Regions from separate parts of the Mus musculus genome. Here region 1 is linked to region 2. Evidence: chromatin contacts called from public Hi-C data. All regions are on one chromosome and are shown on one strand. The core of a region is the stretch at or near the end of the contact, and the rest is flanking DNA. Distances in the headings are between cores, read along the strand shown. Region 1 has its middle 41 kb from the start of Gm52259. Region 2 holds the start of Vgll3 (vestigial like family member 3).

Region 1 (5,926 bases), core at 2,723-5,222, 54 kb before region 2:
GTGACATATCTGCAATGTCTACTGTGTTGTGCATAATTAGGAATACAGTCGCTGTAAATGTTTCTAACCCCCCCCCCCCCAATTTCTATTTTCCATTCTGAGTAATTCAAACCAGCATGTGGGATGAGAAAAACTTCTAAATTGCACACAGGTTTGCATATTGGCTCCTTGCAGGATAAACTGTGTTAAAAATACAAGTTCCAGGATGTCAAATCTCTAAGGGAATCATGTCTCTCTTATGTTTCATTTTTTCCCTTTTCAGATTACATAAATACCAACGGCATTTGTTGCAGTGATTCTTTGGAATTTTTCTTTGTTCCACTCTTCACATTGTCTTTATTGAACTGTTTTAGCCTGGACTCCCATTAGCATATAAAGAAGTTGTCAAATATTTTTTTCCAATTATACTATTCTTTCCAAACTGTTCTAGCTCCAGGAAAAAAATTGTAACTCTGGTGCCTAAATGGGCTTTAGTTGTATATTGGGAAAAAAAATAGACGTGCGATCACTGAACTCTCAAAGGGGAAGAAGCCTAGAATGTCTAGTTTTAGCTTCCCAAATTAATAAATGAGGAAACACAAGAAGGACATTTAGAAATTTGTTTTCCAGAAGTGCACGGGTTGTTAGCAACACAAGTAGGTCAGGAATTTTTCTTTCTTCATATAATCTAGAGCACATTCTTTCTGTACTAATTCAATATTAAAGACATTAGTACTTGAAGAGTGTAATAATTGTCCTTACTCACATGGTCATACACTTCCTTGTGTGTTTTACCTAAGAAACAAACACAGGACTGCTCCACCCAGAAGATCGCCCATGCCTCTCTCTGTTCAGATTCAAGATATTTGCACACAAATTCTTCATTCAGTGTCATCTTCACAAATGTTCTCCCTGTCTCTGTAAATTCTTTCCAAAACATTTTAGCATTTCCTTCTGTCTCTTTCTTTCCAAAGGAAGCCTTTAAAAACATTTTCCAGAATATAGTCCTTTTATCTTATGCAAATGCACAGCTGAATGGGCTGCAACAGATAGGAAACATAAAGATGCAAAGCCACAATTTAAAGTACTGAAGTAGGAATTGCTTCCCCCTCTCCCCCCCTCTCTCCCTCTCTTCCTCTCTCTCCTGTCTCTCTGTCACTCTGTCTCTGTCTCTCTTGCTCCCCTCCCCTATCTCTCTCTGTGTCTCTCTGTCTCTCTCGCTCTCACTCTGTGTGTGTGTGTGTGTGTGTGTGTGTGTGTGTGTGTGTGTGCGCGCACACACACACTCACAGTGGGGCTGTAATTCAGAGAAAGCTCCCCAAATCTTGAAGAGGAGTTTTGGTGCACTGCTCTGTTCCTCTCTGTCGTATTCCTAAAACATTTAACACTTCAAGAATTGGTATGCATTTATTGTTCAGTTGTCATATGAATCTCTGCTGTATCATTCATAGTTTAGTATATTTACTTCCAAACTGAGGTGATGAATTGCTTTTTCATAGAGGAGGTATATTTAAGGGATTAGAGACAAAGGCATATTCATTATGAGTCTATCAAGGGCAAGGTTACAAGATTCCTTGTTTCACCAGGAACCTTCTAGACCTTGGGAAGAATGAATATCCATACTATCCGTTACACAGTTGTGTTTTTAAAATTAATCTACATCTAGCTTATCTGCATTTAAGAACATCATATGTAATTCATCCCATCCATTTTTAAGAACGTTTCCATTCTCTTTCATGCAGACATTTTTTATTATATATTTCAAAAATGTAGAAGCCTCCATCAGCCTCATAGTATAAGATAGATAATCTAAAGAAGAGTCAAATTAGTAGCTAGGTATAGTTTAGAGTATACTTAAACCATTTTCCAACCACATTCATGTAGAATGCATTCATTTACACCTTAATATAGGGACAGCTCCTCAAGATACTTAAAGACAAATAGAAAACAGCCAGAATGAGATTTGTAAATGAAAAGACAACTTGATATAATAAGGAGGAGGCAAACATAGAAATCATTTGGCCTGGGGAAATATTCAGTGCTAACTCAGGGGTTACACAAATCACTTAAGATCTCCCTATACCTCAATTTTATTGCTTAAAATAGGAGTACAAGAACTGGGCCTGGGAGTATTGCTGCGACTCAATGTGGCTTTCAAAGTTCCCAACTATTATAAAGTCCAAGATTTGTAAGAAATCCACTATCAAGCAGATTTTATGCATCATCTTATTAAATCTATATAGTCAGCCTGCAATGAGGGTGTTGCCTTTTAGATTTAAATGATGGGAAAGTGTATTTTTTCCCATGACAAACAACTGGTATAAAAAAGACAGTATTGAATTATTTTGCACCCTTAATACTTTTGAAGAATAAAACAAAACTATGAAATAAGACAGTTTTATATCTTTTTAATTATTTGTTTTAGCATATCATCTTGCCCTAGTGCATATTCACAGTGTGAGAAATGAGGGATCTTCAAAAATATTAATATAAAAATCAGAATTAAAACGCACTTTAAAAGATTTATCTTTACGCGTGTTTTGTCTGTATATATGTAGTAGGTACACCACATGCTTTCCCATGCCAGGGGAGGCCAGACGCATGTGTTAGATCCTCTGGAACTAGAGATACAAGCAATTGAGAGCCATCACACTGTGTCAAGAAGAAAAGGCCTCCTCTGCAGAGAGCAAAGCCTTCTAACTGCATTTCTCCAGCCTTTCTTTTGTGGTTTTTTTTTTTTAAACAAGATCTTGGATCTTATTCACCAATAAAAGAGATTAGAGATTGATAATTTCAGATTAAAAATAAGATTTCAACAACAACAACAAAAGAATGTTGCACTTCTTGTAACCCATTACTATTTAATAACATTTGAAATTTGCCTCTTAAGGGAATAAAAGAAGACTTTAATCCTTCAAACAAGAATGTTGAAGGCATTGGTTCTGCATCCCCCAAACTGGAAATAATGTCCTGCATTTCCAAAGACTGTTATAAATCGAACTGGTTTACAAAAGCCAGATTGGTCTTTCTCAATCTCCCAAAACACCCTGTTCCTGACCTTTCTACTAATGTATTCTGACACTGAAGATCTTCAGCTTTGACCAGAGCAGGAACCAGAGGGAGCCGCGTGAAGCTCTGCAGGTGATGGCGTGCTCACACTTGGGCTGAACCCAGGTTGTTGCTTGCACTTGAGTGGCCTTAGCAGTGACTTAACTGAAGATTCCCACAGCTATTCGGTTCAGCTGGAAAGAGAGAGATACCACTATGTACTTGGTGATAATACAATCACAGGATCTTAACTTGTTAATCTTTATAATCTCCAAATGGTGACTCTGAATACCACATTCATTTTTCAGATGACCACATTAAGAAACAAGGAAATTATCCAAGAATATGCAGCTTCTAAGTTACAATGCCTAAATTCAGACTCCTATTTTATTTTGCTAAAACTCAATGTAAATCTGTGAAGATTTGGCAAGTGTGGGTGGTAACTGTTTACAGAGAAAAATGTTGGGTTATTTTATACTTATCTCCTCTTTGTATTTGTAAGTAATTTTAGTTTCTCCCAACTAATTTAGATTTCTTTCCACTGATTCTGAATGATAAACTGAGGAAATCGGGTGTTAAATGACACCAAGGAGTTGCTCTGAACTCTCTTTCTATAGTCAAGGCGGTCCCCTTCACATTCTTAGCCCTTTTTGCTAAAGTCTTTCAACAAAAGTTTAATAACAGACTCACATTTTACAGCTTCTCTGAGGTCCCCTCTTCCTCCTTGGGTTCTCAGGAGACAGGCACATGTTTACTTTCACAAACGGGTTAGGGACTGGTGTTACAGAATGTGATGACACTTAAAATGGTTATTTTGTGATAGAAAGTTTGGAGCATCACCCCCAAAAGGCCACTCACAACAGGACTTTCTCACCCACCCTTGCCATGACAAGCCTTAATGGAATCTGCCTGCGGAGTGTCTGTGTTCTGTGTGAGGCTGGTGTCCATGCAAGCCCAAGCATGTTCCCCAAAGTTCAGCCTTTACAACATCTCTAGACTCATTCCTTCAAGGCACCACCCACCCTTTCCAATGGGAATCAGTGGAAATAATTCTTTTGGAATTAGCATGTAAGTGGGAGAGTGTGTTAGATTTGTGCTTTCAGAAGATTCATGGGGGAAGGGCAAAGCCAAGATGGGAAAACGAATATCATTACCACCAAAATGTTCTTCTCCAGAATGAGGGAGTACACCCTGCAGCTGTTTAACATGGCTGCACTGCTCAACATATTTTGCATATTTACATACACCAAGTATTTCCAAACAGGCTTGTGTTTGTTTAAAATCCCCCAAAGAAATGTCTGGTAAAACTGTCAGTGTAGAAAGCTATTTGCTTAGTGCAGTTTACAAAACTGTTTTCAAAATCATGCATGTGTGTTCATGTATATCTGTATGAGCAAAATAGTCACTGTAATTAGCAACTTTGTAGAAAAATCTGGATGAATCTACTTATCACACTAATTTTTAGAAGTGAAATAAGACATAGTCTAAGACCAAAGAAATGGAGAAAATACATTAGTTGAAGCTAATTACTTTAGTTAAAATTGTATACACAACAAAATATTAGTTAATATATTTCAGTAATCTTTGCTTAGTTCTAAACTGTCAAAAAGGAGTTTTCTTACTTGATATTATCATTAATCTTTGACTTTTAAGTACTTGCAGTCCAACTTTGCTCAGGTCTAATTGACAAAACAAAAACTATATAAATTCAATGTATACAAGATAGTTTAATGCAGACATACACATACACACACACACACAAACATACACACATACATATTGTATGATAATTACTACCACCAAAATCATTAACATATCTGTCATTAAAACTTCTTTGTGTTTTGCAAGAAAACCCAGCACAAGACAGATTTTTCATGTAAGTGATTTCTTTTGGAAACTTAAAACACCACAAAAACCACACATAACTCATTCTAAAACAGTCTGAGGAACTTTCAACAGAAGGGATTGGGTAGTTTAAAGCTATATTTTCCTTTTAGCAAGATCCACAAGAAAAGGATAGAGTATCATGCTTAAGGGGGAACAGATTTTGTAGTTTTTGGCAAGATATTAAATCCTCTGTTGCTATATTTGGCTCTCTGTAAATAGCGGCTCACACAAGTGCAAGGCAAGGATCAATGCTGGGTGTTCTTCATTCAGCCACAGCCAAACTTGGTATGGAAAGTAAAGCACTTGTGTTTGGATGTTGTTTCCAGCAGCCTCGAAGCTGATTTATTGATCAACAGCATTCCACAATATGGATTCCTACTTTGCACATTAAATCTATCAAAGCCTGCTTGCTTTTCTGTAACACTTTTCCACCGCTTAACTGATAGCAGCTGGAGTGGTTCAATCTGGATGCAAGTGTCCAAGACTTTACCACGTCAATGTGGTTATCTATTGCTATTTAGTCCAATGAGATACTTGGAGAATTGGCACATCACAGGATGGACATAAGCCCCACCCCTGAACAACACAATTAAATGGTTGGTTGATGATTGTCCCCAGAGAAAACAATTCAGTGAGAATGAACCTATCAAGGACTATTGTCTAACAATCTATCTAGAACTGTTCTCTAACCCTTTTGAGTTCTGGCTGTGACCAAAGGGTCCCAGATACTTCGTGAAGTATTTGAAGAAACAGCAGAAATTTTCTTGATGACCGATTATCTAACAGAAAGACATTCCACATAAACACAGAAGCAAAGAATACATTCTACTATTTGTGATGAAGTAGTAAGTTCTTCCTGCTTATAACCTGATTTAAAACAAAAGCACTAAGGGCCATAAATAATTGTGGTAGAATAATATGTGTTCATATTCTTTCCCCCTAAATTTGTTTGTGTCCCATACAGAAACAGGGACCTTGCAGATAAGGGTCATGAAACACAAGCACTATCCTG
Region 2 (5,878 bases), core at 1,837-4,336:
CTGGCATCCTTATCTCATGAATGATCACAATGTTTTTTGCATCACTGTCCTTTTTAATGTTTCTCCCCACCCCCCCAACAAATCCAGTTGTTTTTATTTTTATGGTGGTTGTTGTTTAATGCAGGAAGAGATGTCACCCTCACTTTTGTCTCCCAAACAAAATATTATTAGGGATTACATCCCATGTACAGAGAAAACAACCTTCACGGATAATAATGATCAAACCTTACGGAATGCAAAAACAACAAAAAATATGTATTCTCAGATGACTACGGCATTAGGGCCAAGTCAATATTAGGCCCACTTCGCCCACGCACTGGATAGTCTAAAAATGCTGTCAGGCTGATAAGAATTTCCTGACTTACTCTTTTTTCCAATAGAAAATATAGGTCATCAAAACAAGCTCTGACAGTAAAGGAACAGCAATGACGCCGTCAACTCTCTTTAGTCCAATAACAGGCAAATAGTTTATGAACTAGAGGAAAATTTAAATATCAAAGAAACCAATTTAATGAGAGAAGTGTGCAAGTGTGCTCCTCTCAAGCAAACCCTTCCAGTAGACTCGGGCACTACCTAACAGACGTCTATAGAAGCTCAGACTAGAGCAGAAGCTGGGAGTTTATGTAACTGCCCAACACAGACAGATTAGGCTCTTTTTGTGCTTTATTTTTATTTTCCTTGTCAGTTTGTTCATAGTTTTTAAGCAAAAGAAGGGAATTTGGGGTTCAAATTTAGGTCTATTGCAAAATGAGATAAAGCACTCAGAGACAGTTCGAATTGAAAACTAACTTTCATGATTAATGATTTTTCATTTGTCTAATTCGGCCTTTGATTTTTCTTGCTGAAGGAGAGTAACAATGGTGACCTCTCCCTACACAATCATATTTCAATGGGATTAATTTCATAATTCCATAGAAGACGACCATGTTCACAACATCTATGATTCCTTACTTTTTCAGGAGAGAAAGTTAATTCTCTGTATATTTAAAAACATCTAAGTCTCCCGCTCATCCACACTCCAACTAATGTTAATTGAAGGCCTCTACAGCATGAGAGATGGACAAATACCCAAGGTCTCTGCCTGGATTGAACCTACGACGCTACTATTTTGTGTCAAAGAAAACATGATAAGTCAAAATATTTTTGTTTGCCATTCTTGACCACAAAATACAAAAAAAAAAAAAAAAAAAAAAACTGCTTCTCCTATCTCTCCCATCAAAGGTAATTTTGTTTTAAAATAGTAAAGCTTTCTAATTTTAACGTAAGTAATAAATACTAGCAAGGAAGTGGGGTCTTCTGTCTTGTGTCTCATTTGGTCTTCATTAAGATGGGATTGTTTAACGATGACTCCTGGACTTGTACCCTTTCAAAGTTAGCTGAATCTGACAGCCACTAAATCTCATACAGAGTTATAGTCTCTTTCCCAAAGAGTAGCCCTATACTTCTAGAAAAGGGACAGGGGCAAAGGAAAAAATAGAAATTCAAAGATCAGATTGCTCCAAGGGTCAAACCCTGAAGGCCAGAATAAAACATACAGTTCCTAAGAAATGAAAAACAAGTCGAAAATCCTGTTAATCATTATTTTCTAACTATATCTAGCTGTATTTTTAAGTTTCAATGGAATTAGCCTACTCTAATCCCTGATTCAGTATAGCCCCTTGTCACAGGCACGTTTTACTGTTTTTAACATTGCTCTAACTAAATTTTGTTGCACTTGCTGTGTGGCCACAGAGTAATCTCAAGAATTCCTAGTGGCAAGTTCTTCCAGTGTCTACCCTTATCATCTAGTTTCCAGGTCCCTTTTACCAACATTTTCAGTCTCTTGGCTGGGTGGGGCCCAGGCATGCAGATACTCCTGGCTACCTTGGGCTAAGAAACACAAGTCCACTGAAGAACACCAGAAGGCTCTGTGCTTTGTTAGGAATAGAAAGTCAATGAAGAGCCTTTTGAGAATCCCTGTCTAAATCACAGCCGCAGGGAGAAAGGCAATGGATAAATTCTAGGAACACTGAATGTGTCTTACATCCGACCAGTGTTCCACCCTCAAAGTCCCAGTACTGTCCCAGTCCCAGCTCTGTGAGCTCCCTTCTCAGGTACCCTCTGCTACCTCAGTTACATACTTCTGCCACTTACTCCAGAAAACGCTGAAATACTTTACTTGCCCAAGGAAACAAAGTATTTGAGTTAAAAGTTTACTCACACAGTCCTAAGACAGATGCCTTTCGTGAGCTTCAGGGAACTGAGTCCTAAGGACCAGCGAAGCTGGGAGCAAGAGTCTCTGAGTTCAGGTGACACAGCTCAAATAAGCCCCCGGCCAGGTAAAACCTTTCCAAGGATCCCAGCCCTGCCATGCTCAGTTCTGCCCTTCCGGGAGTGTCTTTTTCTTCCTATGGTTCCCAGCAAGTCCTAAAGCATCTTTCACGCCTCGGGACCCGGCGGGGCACGGCATGAGCCTGACACCGATACCCGGTGCCCCTCGTCCCCGCCCCCGGAAGGCTGCCGGGCTGGTGACTCACCTGCTGGCCAGGTTGGGGAGCCGGATGATAGCAGGCTGTAGGGCAGGTTGCAGCTGCCACAGGGTTGGGCAGATACTGGGGCGCTCCATACGGCTGGGGGTGATACATCACCTCCGCACAACTCATGGCAGCGGGGCCAGCGGCGGCCCCGGAGTCGCCGCCGCCGCTCTAAGCGCTGGCGCAAGGGGCGCCACCGCCACCGCCGCCGCAGCTGCTGTCCGCGTCGCTGAACCAGCTGCTACTGCGGCTAAGGCGGGTCCTCGGCGGCCTCGGGCTCCGCGCCGGGAGCGAGCTCGGGAGGGGTTGGCAATCAGCGGCGGCCCATGCGCGGGCACCTTCATTTTCAGCCCCTCCGGGTGCCCCCTCTGCTCGCGCTTATATAGCGACGGGACGACGCTGCAGCCCGCCCCGCGGCAGGAGCATGACAGCGCTGGGCTCAGGCTCAGGCAACCGCATCCGAGACAGGAGCGTACTCCGCAGTACCAGCAGCAGCTGCTACCCAGTCCGGGCTAGGGCCGCTCCAGGAGAGCAGCAGTGCTTTTGCATACACACAATGCACGCCCGGGACTCGTCCTATCACTAGCGCGGGCGGCTGGGCGAGGACCGGGAGGCGGGGGCAGGGTAGCCGGAATGTGGGGAGGCGGGGTGCTTGCCTCCCCAGCTCTCAGGAGCAGTTTATCAGAAAAGTTCCATCAACTCAGGTCCACAGCGGGCGGGTCGCCCAGCAGGGGGACCCTGGGGAGGGCGGCTGCGGATTGGAGCGAAGTTTGCAGCCCTCTCCGCCTCCGGGCCCAGTGATGCTGGTGGGAGGAGATTGGTATGCGAGAGGCTCCGCGCCCTCAAAACTCCAAGGTTCCCCACCCAGTCTCAGTCACCTGGCGGCCTGGACAGAGTTGCCCAAGTTCTGGGAGTTTTTTCAGAGAGCATCAACTCCGATGGTGCTAGAACCCGATTAGAGGAAAGCCAAGTGTAAATAAAGAGAGTTATAAAACAGGCCGGGGGAAAAATATGGGCTTAGTTCCTCCATTAAAAATAGACCAAAGTGAAAGTTAACAGTGCCTTGAAGTGCCCACAGGCTAACAATAGTTGTTTCCTTGCAACATCTTCACTTAAAAGGCACATCTTGGTGGATTGGCATCCTGGCGATGTATATATATCTTTCCTGGCCTTTATAAGCTGGCTTGAATACAGCAAGAGCAAATAATTGGCTACCATTTTAATGTCTTGTTTATATGCATGTAGCTTAAAACCTTCTACAAATTGAAATAAAAAATTGTTTTTAAAAATATAGTTATACTCCAGTGAAATCATCAAATCTAACTCAATCAACCTTTACCTGTCTGACAAACAGAAAATTTTCAGTAAGGACCAAAAGGCCTAGTCTTTTTCAAAAGAAATGTCTCTTTCTTTGTCGAATGCATTAATGTTGCATAGAGTAAATCACACACACACACACACAAACCAAAGATCATACTTTGAAGCCATTATGCCCTCCCACCAGGACCACCTCTGTTTTGGGGAACAGTTCATGTGTGTGGGCATGTCAATATCTCCCCTAACACTCACACCAAGATTGTGTTTGGTATTTTGTTATGCCATAATGGAATTTCTTCACTCATTCATTATTTTTATCAATCAAGTCTTAAAATATGACTATTAAGAGTTTATGTAGGCCCACCAAAAAAAAAAAAAAAAAAAAAAGAAAGAGAGAGAGAGAGAGAGAGTTTATGTAGTTCAGATTTTAAACTGTACTCTTTCTGGTAGAACTTACTTTATGTGATTATAACTCCTTTGTCCCAAGTTGATATAGCCTGGTTAGACCCTTTTCCAGTGATCTATGCTCATGGTTACAGCTTCTCTCCAGGCAGTTCTGCGAGGTACAGTCATAACAACAGCCACCACCCACATTCCAATCTGAACTTTGTCTAATGGTGTCTGTCACAGATAATAAAACTCCACCTCCCAGCTGAACTGGGAATAGCTGGGAAGTTCGCAACCTTCCCTCTCCTCACAGTGCCTGCATCTGGTCTTAACCTTCAGTAAGTATATCCTAAACTCTACACTTCTGCTTACATCTCTTACTGTAAGCCCTAGTTTGTCCAGCTATCTCATTCAGATTCTTGAATGACGCTTATTACTACTTCCCCAGCCCCATAACCAAACATCTTCTAATCCATTCTTCAGGACACCTATTCCAATAATGATCTAGCCTCAGTAAGCCAAACAGAGCCTTGATGCTTTGACTTTTTTTTTTTTCTTATGAAGGACAACTCACTAATCTAAAAGTTACTGGCTTGCAGTAACTTTTAAGCCCTATTTGTACAGAAATCTAACAGAAGACCTCTTCTTTGTAATGTATTTATTTTTTTCACGGGTTTGCATGAGTGAAGATATCTGAATGTGTGAGGTCATCTGTAATGTACACAGACATATACATTATACACAGTTGTTTATTTGTTTATTACCTCTCTGTAGGATGAACTGGGAAGTAGTTGAATCAAGCACTCAGAGTTTTAGGCTTCTTCCTCTCTCAGTTCTGTCCCCAATCTCCTAGGAGACCTCCTTCTGGAAGGCTGTGAAACAAACTGTTTTAAACTGATGACTTTTTCTTTTAGACCAAGTTGGCCTCGAATTCAGAAATCTGCCTGCCTCTGCCTCCCAAGTGCTGGGATTAATGGCGTGCGCCACCACGCCAGGCTAAACCGATGACTCTTAATACTCTTCAGCAGGAATCACCCTAATTTTGATTAACAAACCAGTGAAGATTGTAGCTCTAGTTGCTATTTTTCTTTCTCATTTCTTGTTCCACATTTTGTCTAGAATCTAATTCTGGACAGAACTTCACTAGGTCTGGATTGATCATGGAAAGACAGTTTGACAGGTTCTCTTGACCCTAGAACAGAGCCAGCAGGGCATGAGACTTCACAAGTGTTGGTTGTTGCTGTAGATATAAGGCTTGTTTGTGTAATAGTATAAATATTTCCACATTCCTCCTTCAAAGAATGCCCTCTCTGCTAAGGTTAATGACTTCATGATAATCAGAGACACCATGAGTTCTAGGGAAGCAGGTGTGTCTCAAAATTACAATAGAATGCTATGATCTTCAGGACAGCCCATAAGGCTGTGGGAAAGAACTCTGAAAGCATGAGTTCAAAAATATATTTCTTAACTATGCAAAATATTAAGATGCAATATAAATTGTATATTCAGAGATCTAAAGGGACAGAGGCAGCTGCACTATGAGCTACTCTGTCAGAAAGATAATAAGGAAGGAAGTAAAGAGATTTAGGGAGTGGCGACCATAAGGCAAGATCCCACTAGCTAGTTTGTTTGTTTGTTTGTTTGTGTATGCTTACAATGTC

What was found. A called contact is a pair of places that touch in the nucleus more often than the background predicts.
Region 1: a contact with region 2 is called in a Hi-C map of adipose-derived mesenchymal stem cells, with 1.8 times the contacts expected there. The contact joins the enhancer-like site here to the promoter of Vgll3 in region 2. A contact is called at or near these places in 2 of 39 promoter capture datasets (both in the 3T3-L1 cell line), 11 of 484 Hi-C or Micro-C datasets (the AML12 cell line, the C2C12 cell line, adipose-derived mesenchymal stem cells and 4 more), 3 of 115 datasets of contacts at active chromatin or transcription factors (embryonic fibroblasts, embryonic stem cells and fibro-adipogenic progenitors) and 3 of 9 other capture datasets (adipose tissue, liver and pancreatic islet).

The regions. Positions count from the first base shown.
Region 1 is chr16:65,867,312-65,873,237 of GRCm38.p6, reverse strand. No RefSeq gene overlaps it. Among named protein-coding and RNA genes, the nearest start is that of Gm52259, 41 kb to the left of the region's middle. Within about 2 kb of position 3,972, at least 21 of the 459 cell types and tissues checked have an H3K27ac peak or open chromatin away from gene starts, as enhancers often do. A contact at or near this core is called in adipose-derived mesenchymal stem cells and muscle stem cells, where this site is marked.
Region 2 is chr16:65,812,397-65,818,274 of GRCm38.p6, reverse strand. Vgll3 (vestigial like family member 3) reads right to left here and starts at 3,086. Exons shown (of 4, transcript NM_001368760.1): 1 at 2,517-3,086. The coding sequence starts at 2,642.